3 separate regions of the Macaca mulatta genome follow, and all the other regions are linked to region 2. A link is a contact called in public Hi-C data. All regions are on one chromosome and are shown on one strand. Each heading gives the region's core, a stretch centred on a gene start, on an enhancer-like site or on the middle of the called end of the contact. The rest is flanking DNA. Distances are from core to core; before and after follow the strand shown. Region 1 overlaps SORL1 (sortilin related receptor 1). Region 2 has its middle 27 kb from the start of SC5D. Region 3 holds the start of SORL1 (sortilin related receptor 1).

Evidence for each region. Hi-C and Micro-C count contacts between places; a contact is called where the count stands out from the background.
Region 1: a contact with region 2 is called in a Hi-C map of cortical neurons, with 3 times the contacts expected there. The contact joins two enhancer-like sites. A contact is called at or near these places in 4 of 14 Hi-C or Micro-C datasets (cortical neurons, fetal cortical plate, fibroblasts and 1 more).
Region 3: a Hi-C map of fetal cortical plate shows a contact between it and region 2, with 2.0 times the contacts expected there. The contact joins the promoter of SORL1 here to the enhancer-like site in region 2. A contact is called at or near these places in 4 of 14 Hi-C or Micro-C datasets (blood, fetal cortex germinal zone, fetal cortical plate and 1 more).

The regions. Positions count from the first base shown.
Region 1 is chr14:122,207,653-122,210,529 of T2T-MMU8v2.0, forward strand. All of the region lies in intron 12 of SORL1 (sortilin related receptor 1), which reads left to right. Among named protein-coding and RNA genes, the nearest start is that of SORL1, 82 kb to the left of the region's middle. Within about 2 kb of position 1,624, at least 8 of the 40 cell types and tissues checked have an H3K27ac peak or open chromatin away from gene starts, as enhancers often do. A contact at or near this core is called in cortical neurons and fetal cortical plate, where this site is marked.
Region 2 is chr14:121,993,666-121,996,432 of T2T-MMU8v2.0, forward strand. No RefSeq gene overlaps it. Among named protein-coding and RNA genes, the nearest start is that of SC5D, 27 kb to the left of the region's middle. Within about 2 kb of position 1,481, at least 4 of the 40 cell types and tissues checked have an H3K27ac peak or open chromatin away from gene starts, as enhancers often do. A contact at or near this core is called in cortical neurons and fetal cortical plate, where this site is marked.
Region 3 is chr14:122,125,875-122,128,574 of T2T-MMU8v2.0, forward strand. It overlaps SORL1 (sortilin related receptor 1), which reads left to right and starts at 1,411. Exons shown (of 48, transcript XM_015115975.3): 1 at 1,411-1,713. The coding sequence starts at 1,429.

The sequences.
Region 1 (2,877 bases), core at 374-2,873, 210 kb after region 2:
AGAAAGGGAGATTGTGAGGAACAGGGCAATTAATTTTATGGATTTGAAAAAGTATAACACTATAGAAAGAATTAATAATGGCCAAGTAATTTAGTGGAGGCTCTTTAATTTGTTCTCCTTTGCTTTGTGTCTTTATTACATAGAATGACTAAAAATAAATAGCAATAATAATAATACATGAGTAACAATTACAGAATGCATACACCTTGATAGCCATTGACTTTTGGTGCATTAGGTCGGTGGGGGGTCTCATAGAGCTGAAAGGGATGTTTAGGGTTAACTGCATCATTGCACAGATGAGAAAACAGGCTCAGCAAGGCGAAGTAACTTGCCCAGGGTCATTCCTTTTGTTAGTGACATTGGCAGGATTAGCACTTGGGTTTTTAGATTGCATCCTACATTCTTTGCAATATATTGTTCTGAAAAGCAAAACTGTCAGGAGTTTGTAACCTCTACACCCTTATGTTCTGATTTTATCAGATATAGACAGATCTGTATGTATGTACTGGTTCTTTTGGCTCATTATTGAATGGTTCATGTTAGGTCAAGTTCATGCTGGACCACACTTCTTCCTGTTTTTGAGCTGAACCCATTAGATGGATTGGTGAAGGATCTGGAGAGGGCTTCTGTAACTATCTTGTTTATTGCAAGGACAAAGCTTTCTTTTTCTTTGCTCCTTTTAGAAACAGGGCCAACTGGCCGGGCACAGTGGCTCACACCTGTAATCCCAGCACTTTGGGAGGCCGAGGTGGGCGAATCACGAGGTCAGGAGATCGAGACCATCCTGGCTAACACGGTGAAACCCCGTCTCTACTAAAAATACAAAAAACTAGCCGGGCATGGTGGCGGGCGCCTGTAGTCCCAGTTACTCGGGAGGCTGAGGCAGGAGAATGGTGTGAACCTGGGAGGCGGAGCTTGCCGTGAGCCGAGATCACGCCACTGCACTCCAGCCTGGGGGACAGAGGCAGACTCCATCTCAAAAAAAAAAAAAAAAAAAAGAAACAGGGCCAGCAGCAAGTGAGAGGTGGGTGGTTTGGAAAAAGAGATCTTAGCAGCTGGTTTTTTCCCTGTGGATAATTTGACATGTGTTGAGCAACCTGGCTTCAGAGAAGGAGAGAGAAGCAAAGTACTGGTATTTGGCATTCCGCTTGGCTGTTCTCTGTTCTGTGTAGCACTGGTTAGCTGTTTCTTTAGAGGCAATACTCTGAAGAGGTCCTGTTTGTATGCCACACTCTGTATTCATATTCAGATAGGTATTTGCTCAGACAACGACCATCACAGAGCACAGTACTTCCCACATTTGTGCTATCATTTATATACCCATTAATTTAATTTTCATTTCACATGTTTAGCAAGCGCCGATTGTGCCAGGTACTGTGTATCTATAGATGAATAGGATGCATGCCACCCTGTAGTCATAAGGTGGGCGAGGAAACAATTGTAGTGTTTGGTATACTGCTATGTGTGTAATATGCACGTAGGGGACATAGTTTGGCTTCCTAGGAATACATTTCATTCTTTGTATGGTTTTCAGATTTCAGAGTCAGTTCTCGATTTGCCTTGTTTAACTTCTCTGAAAATTAAATTTGCATTCCAAACTGGCTCTTCTGAAGGAGTTAGTGTGATTCTAGTCCTCTTACACCATCTGTCGGTGCATATGTGCTCAGGGAACGCAGCGTCATTCTGCACTAGCTGGAGCAAAACATGATGAGGAAAATAAACTCGCTGCCAGAAAATCATAAAGCCTTCCGCAGACGTTCTGAAATGACTTGGGGGTTGTAGACTTTGGGGGATTATGGACACTGTAGCATTCCTCTATTTGTATAGGTTTCTTTTGGAAGTGTCTGTTTGAATAGTTCAAATAGAGCATTTGAAAATACAAAAATACATACAAGCTTCCTATTGACAGGTGCATGTGTCCCACATAACAACCTGAGCTTGGCCTAAATCTGTGTAGCCACCTGGCATTTACTCAGTGTGTTGTTCACAGAGGTATTTTGCTTCTTCTCCTGCTGCTCTAAAAAGCAAGAAATAATATTCAGGTTAGTTCATATTCTCAAACTACAGTAGTGATTTGCTGTGATGCCTGTGCACGAGGAGAGGGTGCTTCTGACAAGACCGGATATCTGTTGCTGGGCTAGGGCTTCAGGCCCCTTCTAAGTTTGGCCTCCGCAACCACAGAGATCTCTTTTCCTTTATGACTCACAGCATGTATAGGCTGTCCTATTAATTTGGCATTGATCATATTCTGACTTCTTATGTTAGTTACCTTTACATGATGTGCCTGAATTCTGCAACTCGTTAGTAAGGTCTTTGTAGGTAAACACTTCTGCTCGATACAGGTTAGCAGGCACTTAAGCAAATATTTGATTGAAATAGGTCATGCATACTTAATCATCCAAGATTGCTTTTTTTTTTAAAACTGATTTATAAAACTAGAGGAGACCTAGCTGGCGTGCCAACTGCAGAGCTCCAAGGGGACCACTGCCATTGTGCTCCGTGTCAATGACAACCCCGGGCGCACAGATGTGAGTGGAGGCTCCCTGGATGTGTGCAACCTGGTGGTACCCAGGAGACACCAGAGATGACCTAATCCACTTTCCTTAGTTTTCACATGAGGGAATAAGAGATTAGTCAGGAGTTAATGCCCACACTGGAACTTGAGCATATTTCTGTTAGGAATCATTTCAGGTCAATTACACAGACAGCTGTCGAACATCTACAATGAAGCAGATGCTGTGCTAGATACCAAGGATGCAAAGGCGAGTGGGACACTGATCAGGAGCTGCCTGTGCCCACTGTTGCTCTGTGATGTTTCTGAGCCAGATGCAGAGAGAGAGGCTGGGAGGAGGGGGTTGTTTGAAAGAGGGCTTTCTG
Region 2 (2,767 bases), core at 231-2,730:
ATGTTGGCTGGGCACGGTGGCTCACGCCTATAATCCCAGCACTTTGGGAGGCCCAGGTGGGTGGATCACTTGAGGTCAGGAGTTTGAGACCAGCCTGGCCAACATGGTGAAACCCCGTTTCTACTAAAAATACAAAAATTAGCTGAGTGTGGTGGCACATGCCTGTAATCAGCTACTTGGGAGGTGGAGGTTGCAGTGAGTCGAGATCACATCACTACACTCCAGCCTGGAGCACAGAGTGGGACTCCATCTCAAAAAAAAAAAAAGAAAAAAAAAAAAGGACAATGTTTGTGATCATCTATTAATCATAATATTCAAAGCAGGTTTCAGAGTATATGTACAAACTACTCAGCCGGTCTGAAGATAAAACAGCCAGGAGTTGTTTGAATCAGATGTTAGACACCTTTTCAATGAAACTCACACTGTATCCTACACCTGGAGATCAGCACAGCTGCCTGGGTGTTGCAGCCTTTTCCTCCACAATTTCATGGAAGAGCCCAACTGTTATGAATGAGCAGGCTGGTTTGGAAGCAGCGGGTGATTAGCAAATGGGAGAATACCCAAGGGTGACCCCCCTGAAGGGATGTGAAAATTCTCAAAACATGAATCCTCAGATAATGCTATTATCATTTAGGTAAATTCTTTCAACAAATAATTTTGATTACCTGATGTATAACAGGTGTTATGCTAGAAGGTAGGATAAAGCAGTAAATAGTTAAGAAGGAATATCAATAGTGGACATTTCGATAGGAAATCTGTGGAAGTGCTATGAGATAGTAAGTTTGCAGGAGGTAACATACCCTAGAGAAAATTCTCCCAAAAGGACGCAATGCTTAACCAGATGTCTGAAAGTGACAGGTAGGAAGGCCAGTAGAAGAGGGTTCTGGGTAGAAATAGTTGGTTGAAGGAAGGTTAAGAGTGGGAAGAGCATGGACCATTCAAGACACTGAAGGAGGTCCAGCATGGCTGGAATGTAGAATTCTAGAAGACTGGAAAGAGATAGAGGCTGGAGAGCAAGGTGCGGCCAGATCCTGGAAGGCTTTGTTGTTCCTGCAAAGAAAGTTGGTTTGATCATAAACGCAATGGGAAGACACTGAAAAGGATATTCTGTGAGGTGATGCAATCAGGTTTGTACATGAGAAATACTGCTGTGTGAATGGATGGGTGCCAGGGAGATACAGATTTGGGAGTTAGCAGGTATAGATGTGAACAAAAGCCATGAAGACATGGCCCAGAGAGAGTGTGTCGAGTGATAAAAGGGACAAAGATGGAATCCTAAGGAATATGGAAAAGTCAAGAAGAAGAGGAGCAAGTAATAAACTGAGAAGGAGCCAGAGATATGAGACTAACTAGGAGAAGGTTGCTTTGCAGGAACCAAGGGGAGAGACTGCTTCCAAAAGAAGGAAAGTCAGTGATGACAAATGTCACCAAGAAGCCAAGGAAACTAAGGACTGAGGAGCATCTAATGCATTTAACACAGGGAGGCGATGGGTAAGCTTGATAAAACCAGCTTCAGTAGAGTGGTGGCAGCAGAAGCCAGACTATGGCGAAGAAATACAATGACTGGTTGTAAAGGAATGGAGATGGTCTTCTGGAAGTACAGTTCCAAATGTGGGGACAGATAGAGCCAATAGTCGATAATAGGGCATTGGGTCAAGGTGGGAGGTGTTATATAAATACGAGAAATTTGGAGGATATTTAAGTACTGAAGGAAGTGGCAAGTTGAGTGGGAGGATGGAAGTCTCAGATGAAGGTTATCAAGAAGGCTGGAGAGGCTGTGATTCAGAGCACACAGAGAGCAGTGGCTTTGTTTGGAGGAGGGATGGGCTTCTACATTTCTGTGCATTTCTGGGTTCAGTGGCAATGGTTTGAGAGTGTTCCTGTCTGGCAGTTCTCATTCTCTCTGTGAGGATAAAAGGTACTAGGGACTACATTTTTCTCCATACCCATTGCAAAAGTTTAAAATTCCTCTCAAAGAGGAAGGTTTTTTTGTTTGTGTGTGTGTGGTTTTTTTTGTTTGTTTGTTTTTGTTTTTTTGTTTTTTAAGGCAGAGTTTCACTCTTGGTGCCCAGGCTGGAGTGCAATGGTGTGACCTCAGTTCACTGCAATCTCTGCCTCCCTGGTTCAAGTGATTCTCCTGCCTCAGCCTCCTGAGTAGCTGGGATTACAGGCACACGCCACCACAGCCAACTAATTTTTTGTGTTTTTAGTAGAGATGGGGCTTTTCTGTATTGGCCAGGCTGGTCTCGAACTCCTGACCTCAGGTAATCCGCCCGCCTCGGCCTCACAAAGTGCTAGGATTACAGGCATGAGCCACTGCACCCAGCCCAAAGAGGAAGTTTTTAAAAAGTATTCATGAAATCAGGAGAAGGATAGAGAATCCCTAAAATGTGTTTTTAAAAAAACAAACTTAGGCAAAAGTAATTGATGGTCAAGACACTTATGAAGGTAAACACCGTGCAAATTCTGTCTACAGCAATCGATGGTGGATGCACTAAAGACATGAATTCAAACAAAAACTGTGTATCTTACTCTAATAAACATTTATGATCAAGTCTAACAGTTAGGTAAATGAAAACAATTCACTCTCCGTATCCAGATTTAATGTGTTTCATCTGAGCAGTTGAATGAATACATAACCACTAATTGCAGTAGAATTATATGAAAATTAGGTAGTTTAATAAACTCTATGGATTTGAACAATAGTTAACACAATAACCTGAACTTAATTAGATGCTCATATTAAATGCCGGGAATAAGCAAGTGC
Region 3 (2,700 bases), core at 161-2,660, 130 kb after region 2:
CAAGCTGGCCTGCCTCTGGCAGGTTGTCAGTGGTAGTCCTGGGTAGAGGAGGGGGCTTTGGTAAGCTGACTGAAAAGCACTAGAGTGGGCGGGCGTAGGAATCAGGCTACCGTGGCTTGTTGGAGATGAGGAACATTGTTGGAAAACTGAACTGACCATCCCGTCCTTCCCCTGAACAGCAGCTTGTATGCAACTATAGGGGTAGTCTCCCTTTCAGCCCTGCTTGCTGTGTCTTTATTCTTATCAAAAACCAGGATCTGAGTCCAGAGGGCAGTGAAACATAAAATGAAATAGGAAAGGTTGCAGTAGTACATAGACCTCGGCTGCTCCCACTAACCTGCAAAAAAAATATTTTCCTTGGGCGTACCTTAGCAGTTCCATGGCAGAAGTTTTATCTCCTGAGGTTCACAGAGTTTGGCTCTTCAAGCTGAATGTAGGGTTAATCTAAAGTGTGTCCTCCCTCCTCTGTGGGTGTTTGCCTAGCTCCTGGCTGTGGGTTGAAGGGACTGGTAAATGTGTCTATTTTACTGCTGAGGCAGGGTGGCTCAGTGCTTGGTCACCTTGGAGGGATCATAAGCAAGCCGCCGCTGGGGCCCTGTGCCACGCACAGGTATTCATGCATGCGTGCAAGCACACCCTGTATAGCTGTGTAATAATTGTCCAGGTGTGGTGCATTCTTTGTCAGATGTACCCTTGGTTTTACTGCCTCTGTGCAGAATGTTTATTTGCTGTGCTTCAGGCGGGGGCACGTAGCTTGATAAAGGGTGGTTTTTGCTGTGGCCCCTGCAAATACGTTTTGGTGGCCAGAGTAGATGAAAAACTGAGTTTCCCACTGGAGCGGGTTCATCTGGACTCTGACTTGTTGGTTGCGTTCTAGGAGCTAATTCTGTGGCTCTGGGCTCTCCCATGGAGGTGGGGATGAGGCCGGGGCCGGGGGGAGGTGGTCTTGTGACGGGACTGAGGGCTGTGCACTCAGAAAAGTGGCCACAGTTTAGGACGACCTCGACACGACCCTGTATAGGAGGCAATTAACTCCAGAGAAAACGAGCGAGCCCCGCGCAACTCTTCATTCCAGCAGGGAGAACAAGGAGGTGTGCCCGCCAGGGAAGGGGACGCACCCTCCTCGGCGCTTGCTGCCTTAACTTCCCCATCCCCGCGCCAGGGAGGGGCCGGAGTCGCCGCCGAGGCCGCCGAGCACAGAAAGTGCGTTAAGGGGACGCGCTGCGAGCCTCACACGTGACGGCGCCGCGCCGAACCGAGCGGGACCTGGCGCCAGCGGCGGCGGGCGCAGCGGGGTGGCCCGGAGCGGCGCGGGCGGCCTGGAGCCCCGGGAGCGGCGCGCGCGGCCCCGGCCCAGCGGCTCTCCTGGCCTCGCGCTGCACATTCTCTCCTGGCGGCGGCGCCACCTGCAGTAGCGTTCGCCCGAACATGGCGACACGGAGCAGCAGGAGGGAGTCGCGACTCCCGTTCCTATTCACCCTGGTCGCGCTGCTGCCGCCCGGAGCTCTCTGCGAAGTCTGGACGCAGAGGCTGCACGGCGGCCGCACGCCCTTGCCCCAGGACCGGGGCTTCCTCGTGGTGCAGGGCGACCCGCGCGAGCTGCGGCTGTGGGCGCGCGGGGATGCCAGGGGGGCGAGCCGCGCGGACGAGAAGCCGCTCCGGAGGAAACGGAGCGCTGCCCTGCAGCCCGAGCCCATCAAGGTGTACGGACAGGTGAGCAGTTTTGCAACCCGCCTCCCTCCAGTTTTTTCCTCTCCCTGCACTTCCTCACCCCTGCATCCATCCGTTGCAGTCGCTTCCTAGGTGCAGGCACCACTGGGGACTTCCCGGCTTGCATTTGTTTTTTTCCTTCACGAGTACAACCGTCAGCACTTGAATCGCATTGATCTTTCCTTCTTCCTGTCGATTTAGTAAACGTATTCCAGGTACCTTGCCGGGTGCAGTGCGTATTACCCCAGGGTGTGTGCAGAACGCTGTAGTTTCCGGCAGGTATAGGAGGGGTGCAGCTTCATTTTACATCTGGATAAAAAACGGGCTTTCTTTAGTGTACCATCAGTTGGCAGTGGAGGCGAGCACCCTGCAGTTGCGGTACACTTACACAGAACAGCACGAGGTGGGGGTTTCCACACTTAGCATTATTAGCACAATAAGGTGGGCGAACCTGAAAGCTTGTCGACTATCTCTGTACAGTCAGACAAGAGGTGTGTGTGCGTGTATAAGGGCTGAATTTTTAATTTCTGATTTTTGCCTAGGGTATGAGATGCTCTCCATTCCTTCTTCCCACCCTTCAAGATACTGACTCTCCTACCCCCTTCAAGATAACTTTATTTTGGAGAGGCATACCCCTCATGGCACTTGGAGATTTGAAATGACTGCAGGAAATTTGGTGGGCATTATTATTTTATAAGTGATTTATTTCTATCCAGGCAATGGGTTTATTAGATCATAAGTAACGTGAATTTCACTTTTATGGTCAGACTTACTGCGAGGAATTGCAGATGGAGTTTGTAGGTTAGGATCAGCACTGGCAAAATTAATTTGACCGTGTTATTGCCTCATGAGATTCCCAGTTCTGCAGTTAAGATTGACATCAGCAAAAGTATAAAGTCGGGAGGGGAGAAAAAGTAGGACCAGAGGAGGTGGTAAATACACTTGTTTTCTAGAGTCAAATTGTTTCTTTTAAAGTAGAAATTATTAATA